Linked DNA regions of Gossypium arboreum: region 2 is linked to region 1. A link is a contact called in public Hi-C data. All regions are on one chromosome and are shown on one strand. The core of a region is the stretch at or near the end of the contact, and the rest is flanking DNA. Distances in the headings are between cores, read along the strand shown. Region 1 holds the start of LOC108455779 (protein IQ-DOMAIN 2-like). Region 2 holds the start of LOC108464234 (protein MODIFIER OF SNC1 11).

The links. A called contact is a pair of places that touch in the nucleus more often than the background predicts.
Region 2: a contact with region 1 is called in a Hi-C map of leaf, with 4 times the contacts expected there. The contact joins the promoter of LOC108464234 here to the promoter of LOC108455779 in region 1. A contact is called at or near these places in 2 of 5 Hi-C or Micro-C datasets (both in leaf).

Annotation. Positions count from the first base shown.
Region 1 is chr13:53,012,212-53,016,728 of ASM2569848v2, forward strand. It overlaps LOC108455779 (protein IQ-DOMAIN 2-like), which reads left to right and starts at 2,416. Exons shown (of 6, transcript XM_017754330.2): 1 at 2,416-2,737; 2 at 3,156-3,291; 3 at 3,387-3,707; 4 at 4,006-4,227. The coding sequence starts at 3,217.
Region 2 is chr13:53,561,595-53,566,111 of ASM2569848v2, forward strand. LOC108464234 (protein MODIFIER OF SNC1 11) reads left to right here and starts at 2,647. Exons shown (of 6, transcript XM_017764411.2): 1 at 2,647-3,163; 2 at 4,113-4,193; 3 at 4,283-4,411; 4 at 4,510-4,517. The coding sequence starts at 2,826.

The DNA.
Region 1 (4,517 bases), core at 1,166-3,665:
CCGGGTAGGTTTTGCATTTATGTTTTTAATTGTGGAAGCTTTTGTTTGTTTTGTTTTATTCGGGAAACATTTTGGGCCTGTTTATTTGTTTGGGCCGCTTTTCTTGTTATTTGTTTGCTTGGTAAATGGGATAAAAGCCTAGTCTGATTATATTAATAATAATAATAATAATAAGCAATTATTGCTTCATATTTTATCATTATATACGATTTATATAACAAAATATAATACGAGAGTATTTTTATATAATTTTCTTCCTTATATCTTATTAATGAAATAAAATATCACTATCTTTTATATATAACATTCAAGCATCTATTTTACATTTAATTTTGGTATTTTATTTCTAAAATATTATGTCTAAATTTCATATTATTAATACAATATATAAAAATTATAATATATTTTGCTACATTTTAATTAGGTTAATTATGAAAGTTTTGAATTTAGTTCATATAATTTAATTTGATCCTTTTAGAAACTATATTTTCAAATTTTAAAATTTCAATCATCACCAAATTACAGCTTGTTAAATTTATTAACTTATGCTATTTATAATATTTGGAAAACATATTATTATATGTATAATGTCATGCCAACTTATTATTTTCACATATTATTAACTAAAATTTAGTTAAGCGCTTAACGAAAGTCATTTATGTCAAGATTGAAATTTCAAAATTTTAAAAATATAGAGATTTAAAAGTGCTCGATTGGAGAATATCAACTAAATCTACAATAATATGCATAGTACATGACTAGTAATTGAGTTTAACCAAATAGATTTAATTGTTATTGTTTGGGTCAGACTAAATTTTTAAAAATTTAAAAGCACAAAGACTAAAATTGAAAATTTTAAAAATATAAGGATAAAATTTGATCAAATTAAAATATATGGAATAAATCCACAACTTTTGTAAAGTACAATGACCAATAGGTCGAATTTAACGTTTTAATTAATGTATATCGCACATTATCAAATGTAATTAAATTTTAACTATATTATTTTTATTTTATAATTATGCTTTTTTAAATTTCATTTACTGAATTGATGTGTTATCAAAATAGTCACTTTTGTTTGTTTCAAGTTACATTTTAGTCACTAATGCTTGAAATGTTATGTTTTAGGGTAGGTTTGAATGGGCGATTGGTGCGGTGCATTTAGCTTACTTTTTGTCTCATGTTACAGTATCGTTATTGTATCTAATCTCACTGCTACCGTTTTTTATACTAACCGCAAGTAAAAGTGCTGCCTATTCAAACCCACCCTTAGTCACTTACATAATCGATTTGTAATATTTTAGTCATTGAACTGTTAATTATCGTTAATGGTGTAACGATAAGCTGATATGACATATTAAATAATCATTTCAAATAAAAATTTTAGGTTAAATTATACAATTGGTCCCTATATTTTTTCGTTTTGAGCAATTTAATTTTTTCTTTTATGTTCTTTTCACTTCCTTTTTTTTTTTGTTTTTCCATTCTTTTTTACTTCCCCTTCCGTTTTTCTCCCTTTTCCATTTCATTTAACATATTTTTTTGTATGCTTTCCATTTCTTTTAATATAACTTTTTTATGTTTCCGAAATAAGAAAAGGCAAAAGTTGAAACCAAAATAAAACTTGCCTCACAGATTCTCACCCCACTATTACATACCATCATCATCCACTGCCACCTTGATGAACCAATTTGAATTTCTCAATGACCTAGTCTGCAAGCTTGTCTCACTCGAAGACCTAACCAGTTGTGACTTATGGCAGTCCACCCTAAAAAAAGCTTCCCAAGCCCATTCCTTCAACCTCCAAACCAACCCCTACGGCCACCTTATCTACCTTTCTTATAATATTCTCGCCTCTCGAAACTACGTTGTCAATGACTAAAACAACCACCATACGAAACTTACCCTCAATTTTATCCAAACTAGTTTGGTTCCATGCTCCCTTTCTCTCTTCGGTTCATCCATATTCGGCTTCTAATCAAACTTGCTTGGGAATATCCAAGAAGGTTTAAATAAATTTATTGCTTGCTTAATTTTATTTTTCAGAAAATAAAAGAAAAGAAAAAAAGAATTTTGAATATAAAGAATTCAATTTATGTTTATATTTGATTAAAGATATAATTTTTTTTATCTTGATTAGTTATATCTAATTTTAGTTTAAAATTTAAGTTATATTTAAATCAAGATTTAATTAAAAATAATTGGTATTCGGTTAAAAAACAGGCCACCTCATCTGGCCGTCAGTGAATATTTACTCTATGAATAGATCCGGTCACATTGTATTGATTTGGTAAGGTTAAAAAAAAAAAAATTACAGTCCAACGCTCTTGGAAGTTTTAAGGTCGAGTTTTCAGTTTTCACTGGTACACTGAACTGGCATGCCATTATTATAACTTGAAAACGATAGAGAAAAACATTGTTTATCTTTTTAACTGTTTTAGTTACCAAAAGTTTGGGGGGCAAAAGAAAACATAGGTAGATGAGTAGGTTTTATTTTCCAACCAATCAAGCACTGGGCAAAGAAGTGGGTCACACTACCAAAACAGCTGTTTCATATTCTCCAAAAGCTTCATTCTCAAGATCTATTTATCTTTTTCTTCCTCTCTATACTACATTATGCAACTAAAGAAACTGTGACCCTTTCAAGTTTTTATCTTCTTCTTTTTTTTATCTTTTTTGTATTTTGGAAAGATGACCCTTCGAGTTCTTTGAGATCTGGGCATTATTATAATCTCAGGTAGTTTTTGCTACTTTTGGTTTCTCTATTTTTTTTTCATGGACCCCAATTCAAAGATGCATTTTTTTTTTTGGCTTTTTTTGTTTGAATTCTCTGTGGCATTATAATGTTAACTGTCTTTCAAAATCTGGGTTGTTTCCCAATTTGTTAGTAATCTTAAGTTAAAAACTTGTTTAGATTTTAACGGAGAAATCATGGGATTTTTCTCTTTTTGACTTCAGTTTCATTTTCCTTCCTAATTTGCAGTGTTTAATATTTGATTTTTGCCTTTATGCTTTATGGTAGATCTGCTATTACCATTTATTAGCTATTTGCAATTTTGCTTCTGTGAATATTGATTGGAGAATGAGAATTTTCATTTCTAAAAAAAGTACTATTTTACAGTGAGAAACCGTTGACCATTTTTTACCTATTCCAGATGCAATCAGAAGAGGCTATTCTTTTTTCCATTTAAAAAATTACATTTAGGATAAGATAAGATGGGGAAGAAAGGAAAATGGTTGTCTTCACTAAAGAAAGCCTTCACCCCAGAATCCAAGGAAAAGAAAACCCAGGTCTGAAAGAAGTCCAATTCAGCTATAAATTACCCACAGTTTATTAGTCTTCAATGAGTGTTTTTAATTTTCTTTATTGCTATGTTTTTTTTCAGAAATCCAAAGAAAAGGTTTTGGGAAAGCAAGTGGATTTGGGTTCCAATGATTCTGATGCAGCCACTTTAGAAACTCTCAAGTTGTCCCCTCCTCCCCAGCCACAAGAGGTGAAATTAATCGAAGCCGAGGTTGAACCGAGCGAGCAAACTTACCCTGTGGAAGTTGCCATTGCTGCTGCTGCTGCTGTGGCTTTGGCCGCTCCAGCTGAGGCAGTTGCGGATGTCGTTCGTCGTCAATCCAACACAGGTCCACGGTTTGCTGGAAAATCTAATGAAGAAGTGGCAGCCATCAAAATTCAAACCGCTTTCCGAGTTTACCTTGTATGTGTTGCAACTTCTTATTAGGATACAATGATACATTCCAAAAACACCCTTATGAAACTTTTTCTTGATAATGGCTTGAGTTTATTGTGGATTATTTATACAAGAAGGGGAATGTATGAGTTCTTATCAATTACACTGTTGAAGAGACTTTTTTTAAAGGGACTCAGGTCAAGTTAGGTGATAATTTCATGTTTGAAACCCACACCCCAACTACCTCTCTTGATTGTATTTTTGCCATGAATGGAATTTATGCAATGGATTTGAGTTCGACTGATTATGGTTTCTTCCTTTTCAGGCAAAAAGGGCATTGCATGCTTTACGAGGACTGGTGAGACTGAAATCAATGATGGAAGGACCAATAGTTAAACGGCAAGCAGCCGGTACCCTTAGGTGCATGCAAAAACTTTCTCGTGTACACTGTCAGATTCGCTTGAGGAGAATCCGGATGACAGAAGAAAATCAGGCTCTTCAAAGGCAACTCTTGCAGAAACATGCAAAAGAGATTGTAAACTTGCAGGTAAATCGCCCACTTTCACTTATGTATGATATTGATTCACTTGCTTGAATTAATGGCAAAGTTAGTAAATGTGATATGGAAGTCAGACTGCTGCAAATTGGTTTTTTTTTTCAGATCTATGTCCTAGAATTACAATCATCTTTCTATTACAAACAAATAAGAGTATTGATTTAGCTATTATGTACACCATACTGGGGATTTTGGACTGAATTTTGTCATTGCAGTCAACCTGAGTTCCCTAAAGGACTGTGTATTTGTATATAACCACTTAGTTTCTCATCAGAAAAGTT
Region 2 (4,517 bases), core at 1,397-3,896, 550 kb after region 1:
CAGTACCAGCAAGTGAATAAGTCAAATTATAATATAGTTATGTTTTACAAATGAACACTGAGAAGTATTTTGATGATCGTACCCAGAGGATTGCAAGATTGAAGAAAATTTTAATTAAATTAATTACCCAAAAATAATTACTAATCTAATCAATTCATGAATTAGTAGTGCAAACTATTCCTATTCCTAGTTTCGACAATACAAACTATTTAACCTAGAAGCAATTGAAGCCCTAATTATTAATTAAGCCAAGTTATCAAAACTAAAAACTACTCTAAGTTTCGATTAAATTAATTATTAAACTAAAAACTACCTTAAGTTTCGATTAAATTCCTATTCCTAATTAATTTAATCTAAAAATTCCTACTCTAACTTAATAATTGAAGCCCTAATTAATTAACTAAACTAAAAACTACTCTAAGTTGAGTTATTGAAAATTCCTATTCCTATTCTTTATTTATGTCTCCTTTTTAACTTAGTTTAATTGAATATTTGAATAAGTATTAGAATAAATTGTGTTTTATCAACATCTCGCATGATTCAATTGTTTAATCTGATTAATTGAATAAGTAAATAATTATTTAAAATTAAGCATTTATTCAAGAGACTTGGTATACTAGGATTGACGACACTAGTAGAATATTTTGACAGGTGGTACAAGTCTACGCAATAGGATACCCTTTCAGTCCACCTGTCTAAATATTCTACTAAAGTCATCAATCCTAGTATACCAAATCTCTTGAATAAATACTTTATTTTAGATAATTATTTACTTATTCAATTAATCAAATTAAACAATTGAATCATGGGAGATGTCGATAAGACACAATTTATTCTATTACTTATACAAATATTCAATTAAACTAAGTTAAAGAAGGAGACATAAATAAATAATAAGAAAGGGATAGAGAATGCTCATATATATTTGGAGATGAAAGTGCGTGTTCAGGATATCCTCCACTCTTGATTGTCTAACAACAAAATAGAAAGATTCTGCTTACAGAAACATAAAATAAACTAACCCCTAATTTGTAGAGAAAGAAAATTGAAACGTTAAATTCTGATGGAACCCTCTTAATAAGGTTCTAAGAGCTTAATATTTATGATGTAAGGGTTAGATGACTAGATTAGGTCGAGTTACAAATTATTCAATGTGTTAATTATCATTGTGTAGATGAAAACACCCTTATCTATAAGTTGGGCCTCGTTGAACCGGTGTTGCGACATCACAGGACTGATGTTGCGACATTGAACATTGATTGCACCCCTTTTTTGCTTCAAAATTGGTTGTTGTGACATTAGACTTTGAATATAATTTCTTTAGGTTTGAAGTTGGATGTCACGACAGTGATAGTTGGTTGTTGCAATATTAATGCCTTGAAGCTCCTTTTTGCTTCGAAGTTGGATGTCACGAAATCCATCTTTGATGTTGTGACATTTTGGGGATTAACTCTTCAGCCTAAGACGATGTCCTACACACTCAATCAACACATCAATCTTCCCTTAGGCCCAAACTGGCCTAATAGGTCATAAAACCACACTGAAAGATCGTTTTATTCAATTAAAACTAAAAATTAAATAATTCTAAAATAAACATTAAAAACGTAAAACTACTTGAATACAAGCTCCTTGAGTCATGAAAAGAGCTTAACTTGCCATTGTAAATTGAGACAGATCAATTATATGGGGTTCAAACTCGAATCAAAACTCAATTGGATGTCTTAGGACATGTTATCCCTTTGATTTTTTTTTAAATTTTTTTCGATGATAGAATGTCGAGACATTGGGGTTCATATCTCTAGACTTGGCATCTTATGTCTCTAGATAGGTCTCGAGACATATCTATCATGTTTCAAACCTTTAACTTCGATGTTTATGTGTCTTGAAACAAAGGAGTTCTTGTCTTGAGACTTGAAACTAAGCAAACCTATTTTAGTAAACCCTCAACTCGCTCAATAAATTATTTTGTAGATTATAATCCTCTTAATGTATGTTTAAAAATCTAAAGAAACAATTAAAAAAAAATTTAACACCATTATAACTCTCTCAATAAATTATTTTAATTATTTAGTTGTTAAAATATGCTATTAGTTCATGTACTTATTTAAAATTTGAGATTTAGTTCCTATACTTTAAATGTTAAAATTTAATTATTCTACTTTTTCAATTTAAAATTCTAGTTTAATCATTATTGTTGTTTTTAATTTTTGTCAAAATTTGTAAACTTAACATGTTTATTTTAGCCAATCATATGTGACGTTATATGAGAACAATTTAATTAACACATCAATTTGATAAATTTTGATAAAAAGTACAAATAATATTAATATTTAGATTGAAATCTTAAAATCAAATAAATAAGAAGACTTCTTTTTTATTTTTTTAAGTACAATGACTAAATTTTAAGAATATTTTAATCAATGTTGTTTGAACAGGACTCAATTAGTCCATTGGATCGGAAGTAACCGAATGATCAATATAGAGAGTAATTTTGAAATGATTAAATCAAAAACCATTATAAACCGGTTAAAACAACTAAAACTCGATTCAACTGAATATTTTTAAATTTTTAATTAATTTTATCCTTAATTAACTTCTAACTCAAAATAAAAAGTACGTTAATTGAGAGTCGGTCTTAGCAGGCCATCCGGCCCAACAACAGCGAATGAAGAAAGGCGAAACGAAAAACCTTCTTGCCTTTATTGTTTAATCCTTAGCCTTTTTCCTTAATCCTTAACCAGCGAGTAAGAGAAGACAGTGACCCTCACCGCTCACTCTCTTAGGTCTCGGCTCCTCCTCTTCACGCAACTCTACCTACCATTCCCATGGCAACCACCACCGATAAACCCCTCGCTACCGCAAGGAACTCCGCGGCTCCATCCTCCGTCGCCAATTCATCCGCAGAACCGATCTCTAAGAAGACCGCCGAGCCCGCTCTGCCTTCCACCGATAAGTTAGATCCTCCTAGCTCTGATATTTCTGCTTCTGAAGTACCTCTTAAGGAGAGCAAGGGTTGGAAGACTGGCGGGACTGCTGGGGGCTCCGCCTCTGGGGGTGGCAGCGCTCCCGTTAACGACATCCAGAAGAAGATTCGCCGAGCTGAGCGGTTCGGCGTACCGGTCCAGTTGTCTGAGCAAGAGAAGCGTAATTCTAGGGCTGAGAGGTAACTACTTTAATCTCCCCGGGTTTATCGGGAATTCAGGGTTTTTCTTTTTGGTTTTGTACCTAGTCGATCAGAACTTCTAACGATAAGAGAAGAATTTGATTTTTTATTTTGATTGATTTCTGGAAATGTCTATTCGGATAAATTTCTTGAAATGCCATTCGATTCTTGGATCTTGAGGTGCTTAGAACCATTCATTATTGCTATTGAATTCGTTCCTCTAGTTTTTCCTTTTGTCTTGCTCTTCATGTTGGAGCTTATCGTATTTTGGATTTTATTAATTTATCCGTTGATTCTCTAGAGGTGAGTATAACCCTATCAGATCAGAGTCTTACCTAGTTACTAAGCTTGCTTGCATGTTCGCCTGGGACAACTTGGCAATTTAAGGCAAATCCTAACTTAGTTCTATATAATTAGAGAGAAACTATATGGCTTCTTAAAACAGTGTTACAAGGATTGGAGATCAGTCTGATATCAAAACGAAAATTGAAAGGTAACTTGCTACTTTTGTGAAACCTAATTCGATAGGGTAGTCTTATCCAGCTAAGTTTAGTAAGAACAAAATACTATGAATTGGAATATAAGAAGTATTTTGGAACTTTTGTGTGTGTGTGTGTGTGTGTGGTTTTTAATATAAATACATAATTCTAATTAAATGAATAGATAAATTTTGAAGTTCCTGAATGATTTGTTTTACGTTATAATTTTGGAGTGAACAATTTATTAAGGGACTTTAATCTTACTGAATTGGGTTGCTAGTGTTCCTTGATGGGAACGTGCAAACCAATTTGAAAATGGCTGGAAAGATAGTGTTTTCCTGTAACAGAGCCTTAAAATGTTGTAATAGAAGAGTTTTGTTGGTGGTAAAGCTGTAGCTGTGGATGTTGCCTTCCATTTTTTGACTTCTTTTTGTTTCTAACTTGTTGAGTGTGGACCAACCATTTTGCAGGTTCGGTACTGTGCCCAGCATGAATGGATCAGAAGCATCTAAGCAATCGGAGGACATGAAGAGGAAAGCCAGAGCAGAGAGGTTTTATTCTATATACCCTTTATGGGGGTGAATATGTGGCTTACATTTGCATTTTTATTCAGTTTGTCATTTTTATTGTTGTTTCTCAGGTTTGGGCTTTCTGTACCCACTACGGCTACTGATGAGGAGGCCAAAAAGAAAGCACGTCTTGCCAGATTTGCACAAGATTCCAAACCTGATACAGTGGAAGAGGAGAAAAGAAAAGCGAGGGCAATTAGGTATGTTCTACTGCTGAAAAGCTGTTTGATTTAATTTTAGAGATATATAAATGCCTAAGAAAATGTATATTGAACTTTGATTTATCTTGTCTTTCCAGGTTCTCTA